Regions from separate parts of the Mus musculus genome. Here region 1 is linked to region 2. A link is a contact called in public Hi-C data. All regions are on one chromosome and are shown on one strand. The core of a region is the stretch at or near the end of the contact, and the rest is flanking DNA. Distances in the headings are between cores, read along the strand shown. Region 1 has its middle 16 kb from the start of Mrpl46. Region 2 overlaps Ntrk3 (neurotrophic tyrosine kinase, receptor, type 3).

What was found. A called contact is a pair of places that touch in the nucleus more often than the background predicts.
Region 1: a contact with region 2 is called in a Hi-C map of cerebellum, with 2.2 times the contacts expected there. The contact joins two enhancer-like sites. A contact is called at or near these places in 1 of 15 datasets of contacts at CTCF or cohesin (the NIH/3T3 cell line) and 1 of 484 Hi-C or Micro-C datasets (cerebellum).

What each region holds. Positions count from the first base shown.
Region 1 is chr7:78,764,785-78,769,656 of GRCm38.p6, reverse strand. No RefSeq gene overlaps it. Among named protein-coding and RNA genes, the nearest start is that of Mrpl46, 16 kb to the left of the region's middle. Within about 2 kb of position 3,381, at least 31 of the 459 cell types and tissues checked have an H3K27ac peak or open chromatin away from gene starts, as enhancers often do. A contact at or near this core is called in cerebellum, where this site is marked.
Region 2 is chr7:78,384,290-78,389,405 of GRCm38.p6, reverse strand. The region is part of intron 11 of Ntrk3 (neurotrophic tyrosine kinase, receptor, type 3); the gene reads left to right. Among named protein-coding and RNA genes, the nearest start is that of Gm39038, 190 kb to the left of the region's middle. Within about 2 kb of position 3,260, at least 12 of the 459 cell types and tissues checked have an H3K27ac peak or open chromatin away from gene starts, as enhancers often do. A contact at or near this core is called in cerebellum, where this site is marked.

The DNA of each region.
Region 1 (4,872 bases), core at 2,132-4,631, 380 kb before region 2:
TATAGGATGGATCCCTAAGTAGGACGGTCAGTGGATGGCCTTTCCTTCAGCCTCTGTTCCAAACTTTGTCTCTGTATCTCCTCCCATTGGTATTTTGATCCTCCTTGACCCAGGAGGTCGGCTCTCCATCTGAATGAGTAAGCGTAAGGCATGGTAGTAGGAATTCTGGGAAGGAGCACATAGGAATTCCTTCACACATGAGAGCGAATTCTTGAAATAGTCCAGTGATCCTTCAATAAACATTTGCAGAGAAGAAGGTTTCACTGCCAAACGCTGGGGATAAAATGGTGATTAAAATACTGGCTAACGTCCCTGTGATGGTTCAGTTCTGAGGGGGGCAGGAAACAGACTAAAACAAGCCAAAGGGAATATGGGCCTGCCTCTCACTCCTATCTGGCTCAGCAAAGGCCTCCTAGTCAGGGCAGAGTGGAGATCATAAAGAGCCCAAGAATGAGGAGGAGGGAGCCAGGTCAGGACAGACAAGAAAGAGACACAAAGCCATCTGCAGAGGCCGGGACAGAGTTCTGTGGGGTGTAAGAGCAGCAGATGGGAAATCCATCTTTGTGTCTTTGGTTCTTAACTGTCCCAAACAGTTTTAGGCCAGTTATCTGGAGGCAAAGGCAGGCATTTCTGGATCTTCCATGTTGAGTGGATCTAAGTGGCAATGCATAACTTGTCAAAGTCAACTGTGGAGATGGATCTTAGGTGTCACCTAAGTCCAACCTGGCCAGTGTGTCCTCAGATGACGGGACTAATCATGCTTTATCTGATGGAGCCTGTGATGGATATTCCCAGTTGTCAACTTGGCTATATCTGAAATGATCGACAATCCAGAAATGGAAGGCGTGCCTGTGATCCGGATCTTGAGACCGGAAGGCACAGGCTTTGATATGCATCTTGACGTGGGATGACACAAGCTTTTGATATGGATCTTGAGGCATAGTGCCCATGAAAAGCTTAGGCCACTATCCTCTTTAGACATCTTGAGTGCATAAGGGGGCAAAACCAGCTTAGCATGCATGTCTGTCAAAGATGACCCATGACTGCATTTCCCTATCACATGCTACACAGAGAACACTTCTGTACACATCTGCTGTCCTGTCTCTCTCTTCTCTAAAATCTCTCTTGTGAATGCTCTCTCTCTCTCTCTCTCTCTCTCTCTCTCTCTCTCTCTCTCTCTCTCTCTCTGGAACATCACGTCATATGCCTTTGATCATTCACATCACATTCAGCTCCTTGGACATTCACAGCACACACAAGCGTGCACATCAAAAGCTATCAATATTCTAGCCACGCATCCACATACCCTTGAATGTTCACATCACACCCAAAACCCACGATGCTTCTCCTACCACACACGATACAAACCTCTGAGATCGATCCGATACATCGGTACCTCTGATACAACTGTACCTACCACATTCGCCTGCATACATCGATTCCTGCATACCTTGAAACTGATTTGATAATACACGTGCACCTTCTTGAACATTCACATCACACATACACTCATGAATATTCACCTCACGCATCATCTCAGGTCCTTTGCCTCTTGCTCTCAGATCCTCTGTGTGTGTGTGTGTGTGTGTGTGTGTGTGTGTGTGTGTGTGTGTTTGGGGGGAATGTGTGTGATAACCCCTTTAAATACACATCTCATGCTTTCTTACTGACTGGATTCTAACTGGATTTGGCCAGTGAGGGAGAGGTACTGGCAGGAGGTTAAAGGGAAGGGAAGCTAAGGCTAAATATTCCTTCCCACTGCGTGCATACATCGCCTGCTCAGCATCTCTGTGGTCCACAGCCGGCAGCCCTCTTTGATTCACATTCCTGCAGCATGGCTTGCTCCTGGTAGCATTGTTTTCTTCTGCTGTCCCCAGCCCTCAGGGTGATGGCTTTACTCTTGCTCCTCTCCAAATTGCCTCTCCATACCCTGTTTGGTTTCCAGCTCTCTCAACACCATGGGAACTCATTCTCCATGTTGAAAAGTCTCTTTTGAACGACATGGCGTGGGCTACATTTTCCTAACTGCATCCTGACTGATGTTGAGCCAACGCCACGACGATAATGGATTTCACGGTGTCACTTAAACACGCATGTAATGTATTTGGGAGTAACCACCTCCTCATCTTCTTCTTCCATAGTCATCTCTTCAATTTTGGGGGCATCTTCAATTATTTTTTTTCTCTACAGTATACATATGAGAGAGCACCTGTGATAGTATTTTTTGAATCCAGCTTATTTTACTTAATGTCCATTTTCCCATAAATGACATGAGTTTGTTCTTTGTGGCTAGGTAGCACTCCATTGTGTATACATACTACACTCTCTGTGTTCATCTGTGGGTGAACCATTTTGGCTTTTGTGAATCGTTGGTGATCAACACCAGCACGCAGAAGTCTCTGACATGTGTCAGTTTTGATTCCTTTTCAGATAATCCTCAGGAGCAACACTCACAGGAGAGCAGTCTCATCCCTTGCCCGTAGCTCTCTAGGTGTGGTTGAATCTCTGTTGAACTAAATCCTAGTTCATACCATTCAGTATTTTGCTGAGTTCAGTGGCACCTTCTCCTCTGCTTCTCCAGGGCTTTACTGAGCTAAAGCTTCAGGAAGCATCTCTGCCTTCTCTAGGTGGATACAGAGAACAGTGCCCAGCCTCACGACAGACTCCATCTTCTTGGATAGAGTCCATTTGATGGACAGTGTCCTTGCAGAAACTTAAAGGGGCATTTTATAGGACCAGATTTTTGCATCATTTAGCTAGATATGATTTCAGAAGCCACGTGGGTCATCACTACCTGGCTCCTCAGGAAAGAATGGGAGCCATCTCTATCTCCCTAAAGATTTATGGTGTGAGAACTGACCACCGAAACTAAATTCACATTTCATGGACACACCCTTGGGCAAACCACACTTTGATTCTGGCTTTCTTGTTCTCAAAATTATGAGAGATTGTTGCCAGTCATTTATTACTGTTTTCAAAATGCCAAGGGAACTGTATAATCTTGAACAAGTTCTATGCCAGCATGTGGGCCTCGTTTTCTGCATTGGCAGTGTAAGAATGTTGGATTCACGTCCTGGTTGGGGCAGCTGCTGGTTCATGTGCGTCAGGGATTGGGTGAGTCTGTGCAGTACACATCGTATCCACAGGGAGGCGCCACACACAAACGTATATCCCTCCTAGGTACGCTTGGCCAAAAGCTGGGCTGTGGGTCAGAAAGCCCCACTGGCTCTTAGGCTTTCTAGCGTGTTATTACCGCCAGGTGGCCATCTGTCCACAACAACGAGTCAAGGCACGATGGCCACTGCAAACACGCAACTGTATTGCAAGGAAGAAGTCACCAACCAAATCGTTAATGCATTAGCTTAATGCATCAGAAGGAGCTGACAGGATTAAGCTGAGATCACTAAAAGGGTGAGGCAGCTCAGGAGAGGTAGAAAGAACTGGGGGAAAGGGCAAGGACACCAGCTTGCAGGCAGGTTGCCGGCCGCGTACTGGACTCGATGTTACATATTCACAGGTTGGTAGGTTCACCCTGTGTTCTGAGTTTCTCTGACACTCGTGAGATACCAGTTGAAGAAGCAACTCTAGCTGACAGATGAGGGAAGAGCTGGAGGGAGGTGGCTTGCTAGCTAGTCAGTGGCAGAGCTCCATCTTAAGACCAGTCCTCATGTGCCATGATGCCAGGTTCAAGCAGCACACCCAGGATCCTGGAAGCAGCTAGTTTTTACCCGAGCATGGAGTGGGTTCGGTGGAATCTATTCGTCACAGCTCCTGGCATATGACAGGGAAACAGTGCTGACCTTGGCTTCACATGTAGCAGAGAGTGAATCGAAGTGGACTCTTTGAGTCACCTGCTTCTATCCCTTGTTATATTTTGAGACAATAAGGCCCAGAGTTAGTCATTTTGCCAAGGATGGAGCCAAAAGCAAGAGAGTAGGAAATCTTCATCCCCACCTGGGCTTTTGCTCAGATGTCCTGTGGGCTCTGCTTGGTTGTAGTGTGGGATTCCCAGCATTGTTTGGGAGCCTACGGGCCTGCCCAATTGCCCTCAAATGCCAGCCTCCTAGGTGCCAGCCTTGCCCTGCCGCCAGCATCTCCTCCCCTGCTGGCCAAGCTCCTTGGCCTTTGTTAAGACCTGTTGGGCAAAGCAGGGATTACCCAGCATGCCAGGCATGTAGAGGCCAGAGAACCAGGCTCTTGGCTCTGCACAGCTTTCCCTGGGATTACAAGATAATGCATTTGAAGAAACATTAACTCATCCAAGTTTATGGATTATATGGAAACGAAATCGTAGTAATCTCCTCAGCCATCTGGTCCTTGATGCCACTTAGCCAGGACCTCCCAGAAGCGCCCCTCCCCCCAGGTCCCCACACAGGGCTGGGGACAGGGATGGCCATGTTCCTTATTCCTCAGGCCAGGGCAGCATTTTCCAAGGGTCTTGGAAGGGCCAGTACAGTTTGTGCCTTCAGTATCAGAGAGGTGGGCAGGGCAGCTATAGCAGGGCAGAGATGTGGAAAACCATTCATTACCAATAATGCTGCATATGGGCCGTCAACCTGTGTTTGTAATGAAAACCCGACTTTGCAGTTTAGAAAGCATCATTAGGCACATTTCTAGGGTTGGAGTGCTGGGAGGGGAATTTTTCTCCAGATGAGATGCTTGCATCTTCCATCTTTCTAAAGAATCCCGAGCAATGGAATCCCAGCCCTTCTCTGCCTCCAAACCAGGGGATGCAGGTTCTCTGCAGCCAGGACTTTGAATTATGCACTTGTGGCAGAGTGCAATCTCCTGAAGCTGTCTAAAGGGGAGGAAGCGGAACAGGGTGATGTACAGGGGCAAAGCACATGGATTTTGGCTCTAGCCCACCTAGTA
Region 2 (5,116 bases), core at 2,011-4,510:
TCCTCTGCTTCTCCATTCATGACATCCAATATCATCAATTTGAGTCTCTCACTCCAGTCCCCAGCCTGCTCTTCCTGCTTTGATAGCCTCTGGCCTGGCAATCCACTCCCGATGAGTGTTTTGTTTTGTTTTGTTTTGTTTTTTCTTTTCAGTCCTAAGCTTCAGAGCAGGAACTACCCCAAATTCCTATACTCAGATACTCAGGTTCAGCATCTTCTTTGTGGATTCCATACTCTGACCCCAGAATTCCTGCTGCTCTGTAGAAGGAGGTCTCTTTTAGTCACTGTTAACACAGTAGCTGTTCCAATTCCTCTTAAACCTTATGTGTGTATGTGTGTATGCCAACTATACATATATATAGTCTTTAAGGTTGGGCAACAAATGTAGGACTTTATGCATGCTCTGAAAAGGCTCCCCTCCCTCACCACATACTTAGTTAAATCCTTTGCATAAACAATTGAGGATGATCTTCTAGATCCTGGTAACTCACAATGTTATTCTTTCGGAACCACTGAACATCATTTTTCTGTATCCTCATCTCTCATATCACTTAAAGGAAGCATGTAGGCAGGTTTATTAATGAGTTAAACATATTCACTATCTACTCTGTTTTGGAGTTAAAAATGTGAATTTGGGGAGGTGTTTATCCAAAGATGGCCATGGCTTGAAAGACATTGATTATAATAACAATCTGCATCAAGTGTAAAATAGCGAGGTCAATAGGAGTTTTCATTGGTGAGCATGGGTTTCATGTCGAGTCCTGCACTAAGTTTTCTTTACATAGCATGTGGTTACTTGACTACATTATTATAAATTAGGGACGCACAGAATTTTTACTTTACAGGGACACAAGGTGAGCAAGACACCTTCAATAAGAGAGATCCGGAGCTTGAATCCAGAACATGTCCTTAGATTCTTCTAACTTTGCTCTCTTCTGTGCACATGGAGCTGCTCAGTGCTGGGGCTCTTTGACTCAGGCCCCTGTGAGCCCACTGCCCCCTCCCACAAACTTGCCCTAGCAGCTTTTTTGAGCCTGTGTATTTCTGCTGAACAAGCATGGCTGGTCTGACCCGCCACGAATTGAGCTGCTGAGCACGTGTAGAATCACGTCGTGCTTTTAACTGCAGGCAAAACCCATCCCCCTGGGAACTGTCCTAGTTTAAGGGTATAAAAAAAAAGAGGCAGTCATGTTAAAATAGAGATAAATACTATAGACACAGAGAAACATGGAAATAGATCCTGGAGGAATGGTAGGTACCCTATCTAAATAGATACCAGAGATAAGTACATGGAAACCATAGATAATTATTGTAGGGAGGTATGCTCCATGGGAGGTTCTCAGGATAAATATATCGACTTTGTGGAGAGTAGAATAATGTGGAGGGTGTGAAATGAAAACGATGTGTGGGAGGTTGTACAACTCTGAGGGGCTGTGCTGAATGGGACCCAGCCCCTCAGTGATGTTCACTCAATGGAGCTGATCCAAATGAAGGTCTGAAATACGTAGGCAGATTGCACACTCCCAAGAAGGCACCAGACAGTTTACAGGGAGGAAAGTGTGAGGAGGGTAAATGAGACCTAAGAGTGGGGCAGAGGCAATGAAGGGGGACCTGGGAGAGGTGGCAGTCCTAAGCCCTGTAAGCTGACAAGGGTATGGAAGGCATCCAGAAAGAAAGTAGATCATTGAGAAGAGGAACAAGGGGTTGGGCCTTTTTCATGGAGGAGTGCAAGGCTCCAGTCCTTGGCATTAGGAGAGGTGAGCAGCATATTCACTAACCAAGTAGGGGAACCAGCTGAGTAGGCTGTCTGCAATACACCCAGGACATATATTGGGAGATGGCAGCTCCATACAACACAGAGAGGGGTCATTCCAAGGTATCATGTTCTCATCATTGATTACCATGGTGACCTATTGTGTAGAGGATTGGCCAACTCTTCCTCTATAGCCTGTGGGGGATGAACTTAGAATAGGCAGCTGCTCACTTGTGCTTTTCCTCTCCATGAGTTATCTTGGTCTTCCCTGTCTAGCTAAGGAATCACTGGAAGGTCCTTGTGCTTCTGCTAGCCACATATTTCTGATTGTGTTGGATGACTGTAGAACAGTGGTTTTCAACCTGAGGGTAGTATTCTCCATAGAGGTCATATCAGATATCCTGCATATTAGATATTTACATTAAGATTCAGAACACTATCAAAATTAAAGTTATCAAGCAGCAATGAAAGTAATTTTATGGCTGGAGGGGTGTCATAGCATTAGGAAGGTTGAGAACCACTGCTATAGAATCTTTGTTCAGGGACAGGGATTTTTATTCAAAATAGGCATGAATGGACTGGGAGCAAAGATAGCAGGACTGTGTCCATCTGGTTTTGTGGCTTCAATTGGCTTTTGAAGTAAAGGATGAGGGCAGGGGTTGATGGCATTAGGTGTAGCCTTTTATACCAAATAGTAATTTGTCAAGATTTGTAGGTAGGCAGTCTGCCACCACAGATGGGGCCACTTTTCTATGGTGACCAATTGCTTATCACTCTCTTACATGCCTGAGATTCCCTCTGAGTATCTTGTCTTGCTTTGGGTTGGGTTAAGGACTATGGATCATAAAATCAACCTAGTCTTCACTTCCCATGACTTTGATCTTAGAATTATTTCCGCTAAAAGGCCAAGCTGCAGTTCTTTGTCCCCAGGGAGCAAAAGCTCAGGTAGTTGCTGCTTCTATGTCACAAGCTTTCGGTTCTACACATGATTTAGTTGCTATGGGCTTATCCAAAAATGTCATGAGGCCGAGATGTACGTTCCGGGGCTTAGCCTTGATAGTAGCTTATTTTGGCTGAGTTGACTTTCCTCTGTAAATCAGGGTCTCTCTCTCTCTCTCTCTCTCTCTCTCTCTCTCTCTCTCTCTCTCTCTTTGACAAATAAGAGGATGATGTGATACACGAGGCTTAAGAAGGACCAGGCGAGGAGTACACTGGAGAGGCTCACCAACCTCTAGCTACCCATGAGAGAACTTCCGATGGAATTCAGCAGGGAGTGAGGGGTACATATCCTCTAGTGAGTTAAAATTCCTGACCTGTTTGTAGGCGAGAGAGATTTCCATAAATAAGCTGTGAACCAGTTCCAAGAACACTTCCAATAGGAATTTGGCTAATCACATCTCTAGCTGGACTTGTCCCCAGAGGATTCATGGGAACAAAAGTCATGGGGACAGGCATCCAGATGGCATCTGGTTGGGGTATAGTCTCTGCTGCAGTGATATTCTGGGGTGTCTGCCCAGTCCTGGCTGCCTGGAACACCCTTCTCTAGGTTCCAGGCATGAGGGAGGGTGGCCCAGTGAACAGGCAGCCTTAGCCACCATCTGCTTACCAGGCAGAGCCTCAAACCACCTGATTTGAGGACAGGGGCCATATGGGCTTCTTGAGCTTCCACCTTGCTTACTCTAGACTTTAATTTTAAAGTTCCCTGAACTGGAAACAAGACTAAAAAGAAAGTTTTCTGCTAGCGAGCCAGCAGCTATGATTAGTGTGGATTTATTTTTCTCCCCAGTGATGGATGGTCACACTGCTGCACAGAGCACTGATCCACTGGACACCAGATAGCTTCCAAACTGGGACGTTCTGGCTGCAGGGCAAGGTTGTCTATTTATGAGTAGCAAGAAGCTAGTGTGATTTCTTCCTTTTGCCATCATAGAGAAATATGACTGTGCAGCTTGAGTCAGTGACTGTGAAAGGGACCCTGTTGACCCTTAGCATGGGTGGACATAATCCCTTGGTTTTCATATCTCCCTGATTCATTGCAAAGGCCTGTTATGAAAGATATATCACATAATTGAGACTGTGTCCAGCTTTGTTGACATGAAGAAAGGCAAGATGAAGTCTCTACATTTAAGGAGCCTTTAAACCTACTTAAGAAGAAGAATAAAATGGTTACAGTCATTTATTGTTTTATCTCTAAACTTCTGGGAAATGAGGTAGTGACAGTCAGTGTAGCTCATCTTTGTCCAATAGTAAAGGGACATTGAATTCCAAAATGAAGCAGAAATACAAAACCAGGCATAAGGCACTGGCCTTAACAGCAGAGATCCCACAAACCTGTTTAGAATTGTATTTAGGGTCTTCTTTACAGCTCTTGGATTCCATTATTTCCAGCTTTTCTGGATTAGGACATAGAACTTGTTGGGGGTCTAGAAGCTATACACAGAACATTGTTGGGGATCTAGAAGCTATAGACACAGAAGTTGTATGGAGTTCCAACTATGGATCATGGAGCTAGTTACTCAGCTTCTGTAAGCCTTGATTACCTCATTTGTAAGATGGAGATGAGTCTACATGTGGGACTGTAGGAGTGTTGACCTGGAACAATGAATGTGCTTTTCCTGGCATTTGAAAGGAAAAGTACAGAAAAGGATCAAGAGAAGAAGATTTAGTGATGAGAGTTGTGAAGCTGAGAGGTTGAGGAAGGGAATGCATGGTCTCAAAGTTCTTGGTCCATCTCAAGCATTTCCGAGTGACTACACTCACTGTGTTGGGTTTCCAAAATAAATCACATTTTTGGGTTTTCATAGCACATCGCCACAACCTGGGCGGCTCACAACAATGGAACTGTCTTCTCATAGATATGTGGTCCAGAATTCCAAAGTAAATGCTACTCTTTCTCCAAACAGCTCCTGGATACTTTTCCCTGATCTCTGCCAGCTTCCAGATTTCTGTTGCATTCAAGAAATGTGACTACTGAAGTGCAGACTGTCTTCGTATGACCTCCTCCTCTATGTCTACATTCTTTATTTTCTTATAAGGATGCTTTTCATTTGATTTAAATCTCAGCCTAATCCAGCAGGATTATATTAGAACTACAAAGAGACTATTTCCAATTAAGGTCATATTCTAGAGTTTTAAATGAAGTTATTTCTTTTGGAGTTGGGGACATTAGTCTACTAAGACAGAAGCAAGGAGGTTGTTTTTCTTTTTTTTAACAAATTCATTTGTTTCTTCTGGCTTGCAAGTTTATTTGGACTTTCATGACAAGAGCAACTCATCCACCCACCCACCCAGCCAGTGCAAACTTGTTGAGCAATGCAACATGTGAGACCAATGTGCTGGGCACTGGGCCATGAGAAAAAAATAC